Linked DNA regions of Mus musculus: regions 1 and 3 are each linked to region 2. Evidence: chromatin contacts called from public HiChIP or PLAC-seq data. All regions are on one chromosome and are shown on one strand. Each heading gives the region's core, a stretch centred on a gene start, on an enhancer-like site or on the middle of the called end of the contact. The rest is flanking DNA. Distances are from core to core; before and after follow the strand shown. Region 1 overlaps Hck (hemopoietic cell kinase). Region 2 has its middle 14 kb from the start of Nol4l. Region 3 has its middle 19 kb from the start of Ccm2l.

Region 1 (4,119 bases), core at 956-3,455, 420 kb after region 2:
CTGTGTGTGTTTACACTGCACCAGATCACTGAACATTTGGTACCCACGCTTTGATCCGCTGGAGGAACTTGCTGTGTGAGGCAGGGCAGCTCCACCCGCCTGCTTGGGCAGTGACAGATGCAGCTGTAAGCATGCAGCAGAGAATCCCTAGGTCCCAATCATAGTGCATATTAAGTAAGCATCATTACATGGCTGATTTACATATTCATGAAGACCCAACTCCGGACCCCTCTCAGGAAGGATGGTGAGTGGGGTCCTCTTTTCTCTCTCTCTCTCTCTCTTCCTTTCCTGGTGCTGTGAATGGAACCCAGGACAGCATGAATGTCCAGCAAAAACCCTACCGCTGAGCTATGTCCCCAGCCTGAATGGGGGGTGCTTTGTCTCATGGGCTGGGGGTTGTCTAAGGGAGCTGAGAGAAGTGAAAGTGTGGGCCCAGGAGCCCCACAGAAACCTCAGCCCTAATATTTCCATTTATGAGCAGATGTGTCACCAGGTGGGGGTGCGTGGTGGGAGGTGTGACTCAGTGGCATGGCACTTGCTCAGCAGCAAGGGACCTTGGGTTCAAGCCACATCCCCTAAAAGATAGGAAAGGAGCTGTGGCAGAGAGGCAGGGTAGTCTGAAGTTCCTTTGACTCAGAGCTTCGGCCACTACACACAGCAGGAATGTTTGAAACAGGAGATTCCTATCACTTTGGAGCAGGCATCCATGTGCCACGGCTTGCATGCAGGGGTTTCAGAGGACAACTGTGTCTGCTGACCTTCCCCTTCCGCTGTGTTTTGAAACAGGTCCTTGTGAAGGAGAATTTTGTGTCTGCAAAACCTGATTGACTGATAACATCACCACCGATGTAGAAAGGCTACAATGTTGCAGGTCCAGAGCCTAATTACAGGTGATCTTGACTCTCCTAGATAGCCATTCCTTGGCCACCTATAAAATTCAGTGGCTAAGAGATATAAACCTTCTGGAAAGTATTGACTTAACAAGCCCCTATTTTTCCACCATTCAAAGGGTTAAGAAAGCTGTCAGCTAGCATCTGAAGCCCATAGCAGAGATTCTCCCACTTTGCTGTAGCCACCTAATTCACGAGCCCACTGATGAATTTGAAAAGCGTCATGATTCCTAATTCTCTTTGTCTTGTTACTATAAAAACTTCATGAGACAACTTCCATGTTGGAAGATGGAATTTGGGGTGACCTAAATCTGCATTCCTGACTATGGCTCTCAGCTCCAGAATAAACTCTGATTGCTCCGTGTCCATTGTCTCTGGTTCACCCTCTGCCTGTGGCAGGCTAGCTGACCTGAGAGCTTTTGGTGACTCATTCTCCTGCCTCCACCTCCCATTCTTCCACGGATGGTGGATTAAACACACGTGCAGCTGTGGCTAGCTTTATGTAGTTCTGTGGATCCAAACAGGTTGTCAGGCTTGCTGGTGAGCACTTTACTGCTGAGCCATCTTCCAGTGACTGGTCACCTAAACAAACCACATATGGCTTTTGCTCCTTGGATCAAGTTGAGAAGTGAAATTCAAACACACAGAATTACATCTCAAAGCCACACATAGAGAGACTCCATTGTTAGAGACAGTTAGATTGGTGATGGCCTGGAGCAGGAGGGGTGGAGGGAGTTTTATTGAACGGAGGCATCTTGAGTTTTAGAAGATGATGGAGGATATTAAGGTGGACGATGATAATGGTGGCACATTATGAATGTATTTAAATGCCACTGAGCTACACACTTAAAATGGTTAAGGTGAGAGACTTCGTGTCATACGCATTTACTACAACCGGCTTTTATGTTAACTTATATCCTTTGTCTTTCCTCCTCCTTCCTCCCTCTAGGCCTCCTCCTCCCTCCCTCACACACACACACCATACATGTATATGCAAATTTATATCTAGGTTCTGCTTTTGATAGAAAAATGGTATTTGTTTTCCCAAGCCCGGCTTATTCTACCTATTCTAATGGGCTTCAGTCTCACTCTCTTTTCTTAAAACTGCATAATTTTATTCTTCTTTACAGACGAGTAATACTCCATTCTGTATATGTATCTCACTTTCTTTATCCATTCAGCTGCTGATAGATCTCTAGGCTGGTTCCACTTGCTGGCCATGGCGACTAGTGCAGCAATAAACGAGGCTGTGCAGCTGTGTTGGCTTCCAACCCTTCGGGTATATACCCAGAAGCCGGACAGCTGGGTCACATGGTAGCTCTAGCTTTAGGGTTTTGAGGAACCTTCATATTGACGTCCATGGTGGCTACACTTAGCCACACCCATCAGCATCGACTTTCCCCACGGCCTCACTGGCATTTGTCACTGTCCCTTTGCTTTTTGTTTAAGACAAAGGCTCACTATGTAGCCCAGGCTAGCCTAAAACTCACTCACCACAGTTCCCCTGCCTCAGCCTCATTGGTTTTCTTGATGATAGCCATTCTGAATGGGTGAGATAAAAGTACAATCTAGCTTTAATGTGTAGTTCCCTGTTAGCTAAAGGTGTTGAACATTTGTTTCAAATGGTATTGACCATGTATTTTTTTCTTTGAGAACTCTGGCATATTCAGTCATATCCCATGTATTGATTAGATGACTTGGCTTCTTGTCATTTAGCTCTTGCAGTTTTTAATATTGTCATTATTAATCACTTCTCTGACTTATAGCTAGAAAGTATCCTTTTCCATTCCACAGACTGCAGAACCTTTTAATCTTACACAAGCTCATTCATAACTCTTGGAGTCCTTTGCAGGAAAACCTCGCCTGTGCTTTTCGCAGCAGGTTCGAGTCTTACATGAAGGCCGAGTTGGTTTTGTACAGAGTGAGATGCATGGATCAAGTTCCCTCCTTTTACACGTGCACTCACAGTTTATCAACAGCTAGTTTCTGCATTAACCATCATGCTTTGCACAAAGAAACTTTTCTGATAAGACCTGAGAGTGGCACTCATCTTGGTTCGATGTTTATTAGTAAAACAGTAGTAGTATGTTCACACTTGGGACCAATGAGCTCCCCCAACTGTGGGTTCTTGGGCAGATTAAAAACAAAAACAAAATAAAAAACAAAACTAGGCACCATTGGTTCCCTTCTGCATAGCAGGCCTTAAATCCAATCATAAAGTTCTTGGCTGGGCTGGCGAGATGGCTCAGTGGGTAAGAGCACTGACTGCTCTTCCAACGGTCCTGAGTTCAAATCCCAGCAACCACATGGTGGCTCACAACCATCCGTAATAAGATCTGACACCCTCTTCTGGAGTGTCTGAAGACAGCTACAGTGTACGTACATATAATAAATAAATAAATATTAAAAAAATAAAGTTCTTGGCTATGTCTCTGCCTTTATACTACTATTGCATCTATGGTTATTACTGTCACTCAGACCCTGAAAAACAGATGTCAAATTCTCTCACTCACATGTGGATCCTATCTCTGAATCTTTAGGTTTGTGTGTTTAACCTGAAGTAAAATCCAGGAAACTAGAAATTGCTCACTGATGGGAAGGAGGAAAGGGTTTTTGTTTTTTGTTTTGTTTTCCTATTTCTGTGAAGGATGCCATTGGGGTTTTTATGGGTATTATACTGAAACTGCAGATTGCTTTTGGTAACTTAGCATTGTCTCAGGATTGAGTTTGTTAACCCATGAAGATGGAGGATCTCTCCCTCTTCTAGCATCTCCTTCAATTTCTTTCTTCGGTGTCTTGAAGTTTCCACTATGGATGTCTTTTATCTCCTTGGTTAGATTGATTTCTGGGTATTTTTAAAGAGCTGTTGTGAGTAGGATTTTTTTTTTCCTGATTTAGTTTTCAACAAGTTCATTATTCAGATATAGAAAATCTACTGATTTTCAATGTTGACCTTTTAGCCTGCTACTTAGCTGGAAACATTTATTAGGGCTAAGAGTTTTCTGGTAGAATCTGTAGAGGCTTTTAGGTGTAGGATCATAAACCAACAGCTTACAACCTGGCACTTGAGAGATTGAGGTAGGAGGAACAACATGAATTCAAGGCTAACCTGAGCTACATAGAGAGTTCAAGGCCAGCCTGCCACCAAAGAGATATCCTGGTTCAGAAAATGCACAAAATGAACCAAATCACAACAAACAAACAAACAAACAAACCACCCCAAGGTTAC
Region 2 (4,186 bases), core at 445-2,944:
CTTGGCAGGTGCAGAAGGGAGCATGGCAAAGTTGAAGAGGCACGGAGCAACTTGAAGAAATAGGCTTTGGAGTTCAAGGGAGCTCAGGGCATCAGTATCAACACAAGAAACTCAGGCTGCCAGGGGGATGGTGGACAGAAAGGGAAAAGAACATTATGAACTCAAGGCCCAGGCAGTTAGCCACACTCCTTACTTCATAGGCCAAACCCCGCAGCCCAGAGATGTCAATTCTTCTGCCCAGGGTCACACAGCTAAGCAGTGGGGGTGAGTGCCCTGAGGTCTTCTCCATCTGCTTGTCAGGGGGGTCAGATTAGTGCACAGAGCAGGCTAGTGCCAATCTGGAGGTTGATGTGACAAGTTGTCAGGGATGTGGCAGTGGTAGGGGATGAGTGGCCTCAGGCCTCTTATTCCCTCCTGGGGCTGGGAGCCTATGGAAGAGCTGCTTTCAGATGTTGAGTCCTGCCTGTCAGGTGTAAGAGTCTTTCCATCTGTGAGAAGAGACTGACCAAAGCTAACATCCAAGTGAGGGTATGACAACCCCTCCCACCTCTGTGAGTGCACAGGGCACTTGAGCCTACAAGAGGGCACACATAAGGTAGGCAGGAAGGGAGGCCTGGGGCTCTCAGAGTTATATGGGCCCTCAGAGTTGGTTCCCTGCTTTGAAGTCTCTTAGGGACATTGGGAGCCCTTGAGAGCCAGTAAGGGTGAGGACTCAGAGAGGGAGGGGTGTCCCGAGAGACCCTTTCGTTCTCATCCCTGTCAGAAGTTGTCCTGCTTGCTGCTGTGGGAGGATTCTAGGTGTCAGGCATGCTCTGCCACCCTCCCCCCACTCTCTCCCACCCCAACCCCCACCCTCCACTACCAGCAGCTCTGAGCAGATGGCATGTTTTCCACCCTGACATGGGAAGTCAAGAAGGCTGGGTACCCTCCCTTCTTGGACTTAATTTGTTGTAGGCAAGTGGCCTAACCTTCCTAGTATCCTTCTGGAAGCCTGGATGGTATCGGGACCCCTGCAGACAGTTGGCATCGACCTTCCTCAGAGCTCTCCGAGTTTAGCAATGGAGGAGTCTGCACCTACACTGGGGAAACTTTCTGTGTCTAGAGTTAGTTCCCACCAGGGCAGGGGCTGGGGAAAGCAGGGCGGCCCTGCTGAGGCACACTCTGGCCAGTCGGGGGTGGTGCTCTGTGATATACGTCTCACTGACCTGGGACAGATGCTGTGAATCTCCTTTCCAAGTGCTTCTTCCATTTTGAAAAGAAATAAACTTCACCCAGGCAAACATGAATTCTACCCTTGGTAACCTTCTCTTACTACAATCCAAGCTGACCTCTAAGGACAGGGGCTGGCTGCTTCGAGGGCATCTGCCAGTGTCTGCCCTCACATCCCCTATGGGGCCCCAGCGTGGGCCACTTCCTGTATGTCAGGTCCCTAAACTGTGCCTTAAGGACCCCATGAAGACCCAGAAGCGATCTCAGCTCTTCTTGAGGAAGACACATGCAGAGAAAGCAAGAGGCAATTTGAGGAGTTGGTGATCCTGGCTGGGGGAGTCTTTTTTCTGACTTGGGGCTCCATAGAGAAGGAAGTGCAGAGGCAGCTCTGGAAACCTTGCCTTCAGGGTCTGGTCTTCTACTTCTCCGGGTCCCAGTGAGGCAGGAGCTTCAGTAGGCTCTGCACAGATAAGGAAACCAAGGCTCAGCAAGCAGAAGCGATATGGCCAGGACAGAGCCTAGCCCAAGCCCACAGTCCCCAGGCTCTGGAGGCAAGGCTGCCCACATCCCCCAGCCTCTCTAGGAGGCCCAAGGTTTCCTCTGAGTGAGCCTCACTCAGCACCCACTTTCACTTCCCAAAATGCAGACTTATTTTCAATCCTGCTGACTTCCTTTGTCACCAAGGACTGGGCAGCAGCCGAATGGAGCCAGCCCTTCCCAATGCCTTCTTGCGCCACACTGCCTCCTTCGAGTTGCTGTTGGTTCCTGCTGCCAGCCTTCTCTTGGCCATGCCATATAGGCTGCTCAGAGTTGCTCCCAGCCGATGCTGAGGCACGGTAGGGAGGCTGGGCCTGGGGTCTAGGGCTTGCCTTGCTGTAACCTGGCCTTGTGACTTCACACAAATGCCCCTGAACCTCCAGTCCCTTGTGTCTCAGCGGTGGTCCTCCTTTAGCTGCTAGGAGAAGCCCTCAGGGGTTCAGAGGAGCTGAGCAACATGGAGTTCCTTCCCAATGGTACCCACAGTGGCCAACGCTAATCAGAACCTGAGTGATTCAAAGACTCTTGTTCTCAAGAAGCTAACATTCTTTGGAGTGTGAGTTAAGAAAATCAGAATGAATATGACAACGAAACAGGATTTCTGAAAGCAATGTGGAATTTTCCAGAAAGATCTGTATGATGTACAGGAGATGGAACCCGGAGCCTAGTGCGTTCTAGGCAGCCACTTTACTGTTGAGCCACACCCCCAACCCCAGGCTTATCATCTTAAATGGGGAGGCCAGGCAGGCCTCCTGAGAAGGAGACAGTGGCTAACTGACATGCAGGTATGACTACTGGCCCTGGGAAGGCCATGCCAAACAGAGGATGCCACGTGCAGATAGATGCCTAGGTCCAGGAGAGCTATGGAGCTGTGCTGCAATGTGGGCCACAAGGGTGAGAGGCTAGGGCACAAAGGCCATGCAGGACAGGAAGCCAGAGCATGAGAGCCCCAGGGACCGAGGCAGATGACTTTATTCTGAGAGAGGTAGGAAGTCACAGGGGATTTTGGAGCAGAGAGCTGGTGGTATGATTCATTTTAGTGGTCTCCTTCTGGTGAGTCACGGTGGGGCCAGCTGTGGGTCAGAAGAGACAAGGGAGGCAGAAGCTACTGCCTGTGGCTTCAACTGGAGGTAGCACTGGAGTGGGGAGACAGAGTCAGAAGTGTCTGTGGCTAGATCTGCTGTCAAGGCGGGGTCAAGCACGGTAGGCTTCAGCCAAGAGACAGGCAGTGGTCACTGGCATAGGATGGTCTGGGCCAAGCAGGTTCTAGGTGGGACTATGGGTTCAGGTGTAAATGCTTCTTACCAAGATGCCCAGCAGCCTCTGAGTCAACAGTAGGCAAGTGAGTCTGAAGGAGAGAAGAGAGGGCCATGGCTCTGCCAGGGCTCTGGGCATCCATCTCACCCTCCTGCAGGCCAGGCAGTACCAGCAGTGCCCCATATACATATATGACATATATGTCATACACATTCTACTGTGTAGTCCTGACTGCCTCAAACTTTCAGACTGTCCCTGTCTCCTGGGATAGGACTGCAGGAACACATATCAGCACTGCGTTAGCCAGACGGTGTCCAGACCTTTCCAAACCAATGATTTCAAATGATTCTGGCCCAGAGTCCAGACCACTTACTTAGCCTGGTATCAGCCTCCTTCTCCCCCACCCACACCCTGCCTCTCTCAGCCTCTGGCTCTTTGTGCCAACCATGGACCCTTTTCACTTAGCAGGCAGGCCTCTGTTCTGTGTGTTCCTGATTTTGTAGTCCCAGATGTAGCTAACACATCCTTTCACTTGTCTGTTTCTCTATCTGTAAGGAAGAGGGACTGAGTCCCTTTGATTCTAAAAGAGGGTCTGTTAGTTTCTAAGCTTCAGCCGGGGATTCCTGGCTTCCTGGCCTCCGCTGCTTCTTTCTTATCTGGTGAGATCTGGGGTAAAGTGCCTGATATGCCCTCCCTGTAACCCTACCTGCCTTCAGAGGTCTCCCACAGGCACGTCCTACTGGTGTTGTGGAATGTAGGTACGTACCTGTACTGGCACCTGGAGAGTAAAACTTCCAAAAGTTCTGGGTGAAGCCCCTAGGGTAGGCCCCTCCCCGACTCTGATTTTGTTTCCATACTTCATGTTTGTTGAGTGCTCTGGGCCCCCGAGAACCTGGCAAGCACACGGTGTGACTGACCAGCAGCACTGGTTGATGATGTCCAGTCAGGAGGAAGAGCTCTGCCTGTGCTTCTCAGGTCCTGAGCCTCACTGGTCACACTGGCTGGTGGCATCTACTCTCGGGGTCAACACCTCTGTGTACCTTAGCCCCTCTGGGCCATTTAGAGCCAGGAGACCACAGGAGCCGCTCTGGATGCTACTTCTGCTTTAGACAATCACAGCAGGTGGGCCACAGGCTTCCACACAGGTGATCTGGCTTAAGCAAAGGGCCTGGTTCATAGAACA
Region 3 (4,234 bases), core at 1,455-3,954, 460 kb after region 2:
CAGTGCTCTAAAGCACACGTTCCAGCACTTTGTCTGTTGCCCCTCCCCCACACACATTACGTTGGAAATACTTCTGTGTCAGCACAGAGAGCTACTAAATCCTTATTTATGGTTGCATAGTATTCCATTATCTTCAGGATCTACAGTTTATCTAACCAGTCCCCTGTCACCCACAGCTTGGTTTATTTTTAACCTCCTGTCAGTAGTGTGTCCATCCATGTCCACTTATGAGGCTATGAGCAAGGGTGGGCGTCCCAGCAGGGAGCTGCATTTAAACCCTGTCATAGGTTCCTGATCCTCAAAACATTCCGAACTTTGCCAATCACATAGCTAACAGATGGCTTCCCTGGGTAATACGGATTTTTGACCTCGTTCTTCGTGAGTGACGTAGACTACCTCACCACAAACTTCAGAATGTGAATCTGACACCTGCTTTTCAATTAGTGTCTTTCATGTTTGTAGATCTCGTTATGCATTAAAGACTCCATCCCTTTGCCTACATAGAGCCTGAGAAATTAATTTTCTTTTGAAACAGATGTCTTTTAGACAGAAGTTTCTGCCAGTCACACCATTGTCTGCCAGTCACATCAGAGTCTACAGAGTGGTGCTAGAACCAGCTGTGAGGGGAGTCAGGAGGAGTGGGGGAGGGAGGAGGGGCATCGGGCACTTGTCAGTTTTGCAGATGATGGCAGTGGCTGGTGCTGAAGGTTATGCGCTTACTATGACAGGAAACTACTAGTAAGACAAGGCAGGCTGGCCTGGCTTTATGGCCTCCGTTTGTCCTGCATCTGAGCTCCTAGGAAGGATGGAAATGTAAGAGTGGGGCCTTCCAAATCTGTACCCCTCAGCCTAGGTGAGAAGTAGTCAGACCAATAATTTCGAAGGAACTATGGAGTTTAACCCATAATCCTATGGAGTTTAACCTGTAATCCTATGGAGTTTAACCTGTAATCCCAGTACTAGAGAGGCAGAAACAGGAGCATTGCTGAGGGCTTGCTACCGGCCTGGGCCACAGAGTGAAATCTTGGCTTAATACAGCAAAAATAGAAACCCATTAATGCCCATTAGTAGTCTGTCTATTCCAAAAGGCCACGGTCTTCATGCTAAGAAGTCCTCTTCCTTTCCTTTCTGAATGGACTCACTCCTCTCTTCCCCTCCCCTGTCTGAGATCTTCCTAAGGTTGCTCCCGCCTCCGCCCCGTCCCCACTCTCCTCTGTAGCAGCTCCTGGCCTGCCCCGGCAGGGCTCCTCAGTCTTTATGATTCTCTGGTTTCCTTATCTATAAGCCTCTACCCACTCTGATGTCATCCCACACCCCCCTGCTCCTCCAGCAATACCAGCATCTGCATTTACTGAAATTATTGAACACCTACTACATGTACTCTGTCTATTTTTGAGCTAGGTCTCACTACGTAGCCCTGGCTGGCCTTGAACTTGAGGCCCAGAGAACCCAGCTACATAGTAAGGTCTATGTTTCGCAAGCTCCACAGGCTCTATAATTGTGATGTGTTCCTATCTCCATCTTACAGAGAAGAAACTCAAGGCCCAGAAATGTTTAAGGAGTTACCCAAGTTTTCCCAACTAGCAGGTGACAGTTTTGGGATTCAAAACCATTCAGTCTGATCATAGCACCCATGTCTAACTGGTTATCATGTTCCTTTGAGTTTCCTGTCTCTCTCCATGCCCAGGTCCCGGCCTAGAGGACTCTTCCTCTCCATTGTCCCCTTTGCTTCAAGCCTTGTTTGTTCTAGAACACACCTTGCTCATAAACCACCTCTGTTTCAAAGTCTCTTCCAGATTACCCAGAAAGACAACGTTTCTCATTCTTTGATTTTTATAACGTTTTATAACTGAGAGAACTCTATAATGTTATTCATCATCATCACCACCACCATCATCATCATCATCATCAACAACAACAACAACAACAACAACAAGAGGAGCAGTAGCAGCTCCACAGCCCACGCTGGCTTCAAATTTATGATCCTCCTACACCAGCCTCTCAGAGGATGAAGTTACTTACAATAATGTGCCACCACACCCAGCTTGTGTTGAGACCTCTCACTCAGACTACACATCCCACCCACCCACTCACACCCACGGCCATCCACATGCACCCACACCCACCCACCTATACCCACACTGACTCACACTCACCCATTCACACCCATACCCACTCACACCCACCCACCCGCATCCACCCACTCACACCCACCCACCTGCACCCATACCCAGGAGTTGTGTTGGTAGGAAATGTGCTTTGTCTCCCTCTGGTGTCTAGCACAAAACGGGACACAGAGTAGGCATTCTCTAAATGCTTGAGGATTGAATGGCAGGGGCCTCACCCCCATCACACAGTTGGAAGTCCCCAGACGCCATCTAGGAGTCTCTAGCTGGAAAGAAGCAGAGGGGCAGGAGGCAGTTGTGGGCGAGGTCTCTATATAGGGCACAGTTTCACTTAGTTACCACATGTCTTTACCACTTGGATCAAACTCCCCAGAGGAGCCAGCTGGGGATGAAGTCCCACACTTGCATGATCCCCAGAGGTCTTTGGAGCCAGCTGTCCTACCCTAGGGGACTTCCCCATCTTTCGATGCCAGGAACTGAACCATGATAGGAAGTGACCCTGGCAGGATGTAGCATGTCACAGGAGGAAGTGTGGCCAGAGTTCCTAGGCTCATTGCCTAGGCTGCCCAGCCAGGCCCACAGGACCTCTGACAGCAAGCGGTCACATCACTTTGTTACTATGAGCATTCTAGGGCAAGTATGGACTTCCTTGACTGTGAGGGAAATTGCCCCATGCTCAAGGCTATGGGGCAAGCACCATCCTCGTACCTCTCACAGCCCCACCGTGGTATCCTGGCTATTACTGTAAGCAAGAATCTGAGTTCTTAAAAGCCCAAGGCCTTTAAGAGAGGCTGCCTCCCTCAGCAACTCCCTAAGACTCACTCCTGAGGCCTCAGGTTCCAGTGTGACCTAACATTGCTACATCCCTTCTAGCAGGGCAAGGCAGGACGGAGGCTGAAAAAAAGAACTCTGGTAAGTTCACATGGCAGATCACTGTGCAACATGGCTTCCTGACTTCTGCTTCCTGAGAGCCAGGCCACTCACTCACAAGCTGAGGAAAGACACCTGATAACATCAAAAGTAATGAGTGAGCTCAGTAAAATGAGCAAATTTGTTCAATAGAAGCACCAGGGGCTAGCTGTTCTCCACATGAGTTCCCCGATCGCTAGCAGTGCTAATGCTTGTCGCTCTTCGTGTTGGCAGAGTAAACTTCCAGCCGAATCCTCTACCCTCCCAAGTCAGGAACTCTGGGTATGTGGCTCAACCATCTCTTCTAGCAAGCCTTCACGGAAACTCCAGCGTACGCACGTTGAAGTTAGTCAATCGATGCTAGAAGCTTAACAGATGGGCAACATATTGGGAGAAGGTATGTGGAACAGCAACACCAAACAAGGGAGTCGTATCTAAAATGTGATTACTATTCTTGCAAGCGAATGTAGAGAAACCCGGAAAACCCCATGGAAATGAACAAACAGTCCAAAGGAGCAGTTTGTAGCCAGCAGGGGAAGCCCCAGGTCCACTGCGCTCAGGAGGAGGCTCCAGATTCCAGGGTTAGGTGGGGAAGTACTTAGGAGCGGGCTCACCTGGAATTCAGGATGCTGAGCATTCCACAACGCATGCAGCAGCACTCATCTGTAATCTATAACTTAGGGGGATCAGAAGGTTGAAAGCAGCCTGGGATACACAGACAGTATCGCAACAACAACAACAACAACAACAACACAGATCTCATGAAATTGCAAGAAAGCATGATATACATGTATTTGTCTGGTGTGTATGTGTGCATATGTGTATGCATATGTGTGTGTGTGTGTGTGTGTGTGTTTGTGTTTGAGACCGAGTCCTGCTCAGTTGCCACATCCTAACTGATGACAATGGCTATAGACAGGCTTTAAAAAAAACTGACGAGTGCACGAGACAGCAGCATTGCTCGCAAGCTGAGGATGGGTCTTTCTAGAAGGGGTTTGTGAAATTTAAACACATATATCTGGGATCTACTAATTCCACTCCTGGCAGAGCCCATAAGAATCTTCATGTGGGTCCACAAGGGTTAGTGACAGAGGTGTTCATCTCAGCAGTGTTTGTGGTAAGAGAGAGTTGAAAGCAAGCTAGGCATCCATCATCGGGGTGGGATGAATAGAGGGGATGCTTAAATGCTTCAGGGAGCT

Evidence for each region. HiChIP or PLAC-seq counts read pairs in DNA pulled down with a chosen protein or histone mark.
Region 1: an H3K4me3 HiChIP or PLAC-seq map of bone marrow-derived macrophages shows a contact between it and region 2, with 5 times the contacts expected there. The contact joins two enhancer-like sites. A contact is called at or near these places in 2 of 115 datasets of contacts at active chromatin or transcription factors (bone marrow-derived macrophages and microglia) and 1 of 9 other capture datasets (embryonic stem cells).
Region 3: a contact with region 2 is called in an H3K27ac HiChIP or PLAC-seq map of large pre-B cells, with 3 times the contacts expected there. The contact joins two enhancer-like sites. A contact is called at or near these places in 2 of 39 promoter capture datasets (the 3T3-L1 cell line and the C10 cell line) and 2 of 115 datasets of contacts at active chromatin or transcription factors (embryonic stem cells and large pre-B cells).

The regions. Positions count from the first base shown.
Region 1 is chr2:153,118,422-153,122,540 of GRCm38.p6, reverse strand. All of the region lies in intron 1 of Hck (hemopoietic cell kinase), which reads right to left. Among named protein-coding and RNA genes, the nearest start is that of Hck, 12 kb to the right of the region's middle. Within about 2 kb of position 2,205, at least 42 of the 459 cell types and tissues checked have an H3K27ac peak or open chromatin away from gene starts, as enhancers often do. A contact at or near this core is called in bone marrow-derived macrophages, where this site is marked.
Region 2 is chr2:153,541,754-153,545,939 of GRCm38.p6, reverse strand. No RefSeq gene overlaps it. Among named protein-coding and RNA genes, the nearest start is that of Nol4l, 14 kb to the right of the region's middle. Within about 2 kb of position 1,694, at least 116 of the 459 cell types and tissues checked have an H3K27ac peak or open chromatin away from gene starts, as enhancers often do. A contact at or near this core is called in bone marrow-derived macrophages, where this site is marked.
Region 3 is chr2:153,082,826-153,087,059 of GRCm38.p6, reverse strand. No RefSeq gene overlaps it. Among named protein-coding and RNA genes, the nearest start is that of Ccm2l, 19 kb to the right of the region's middle. Within about 2 kb of position 2,704, at least 111 of the 459 cell types and tissues checked have an H3K27ac peak or open chromatin away from gene starts, as enhancers often do.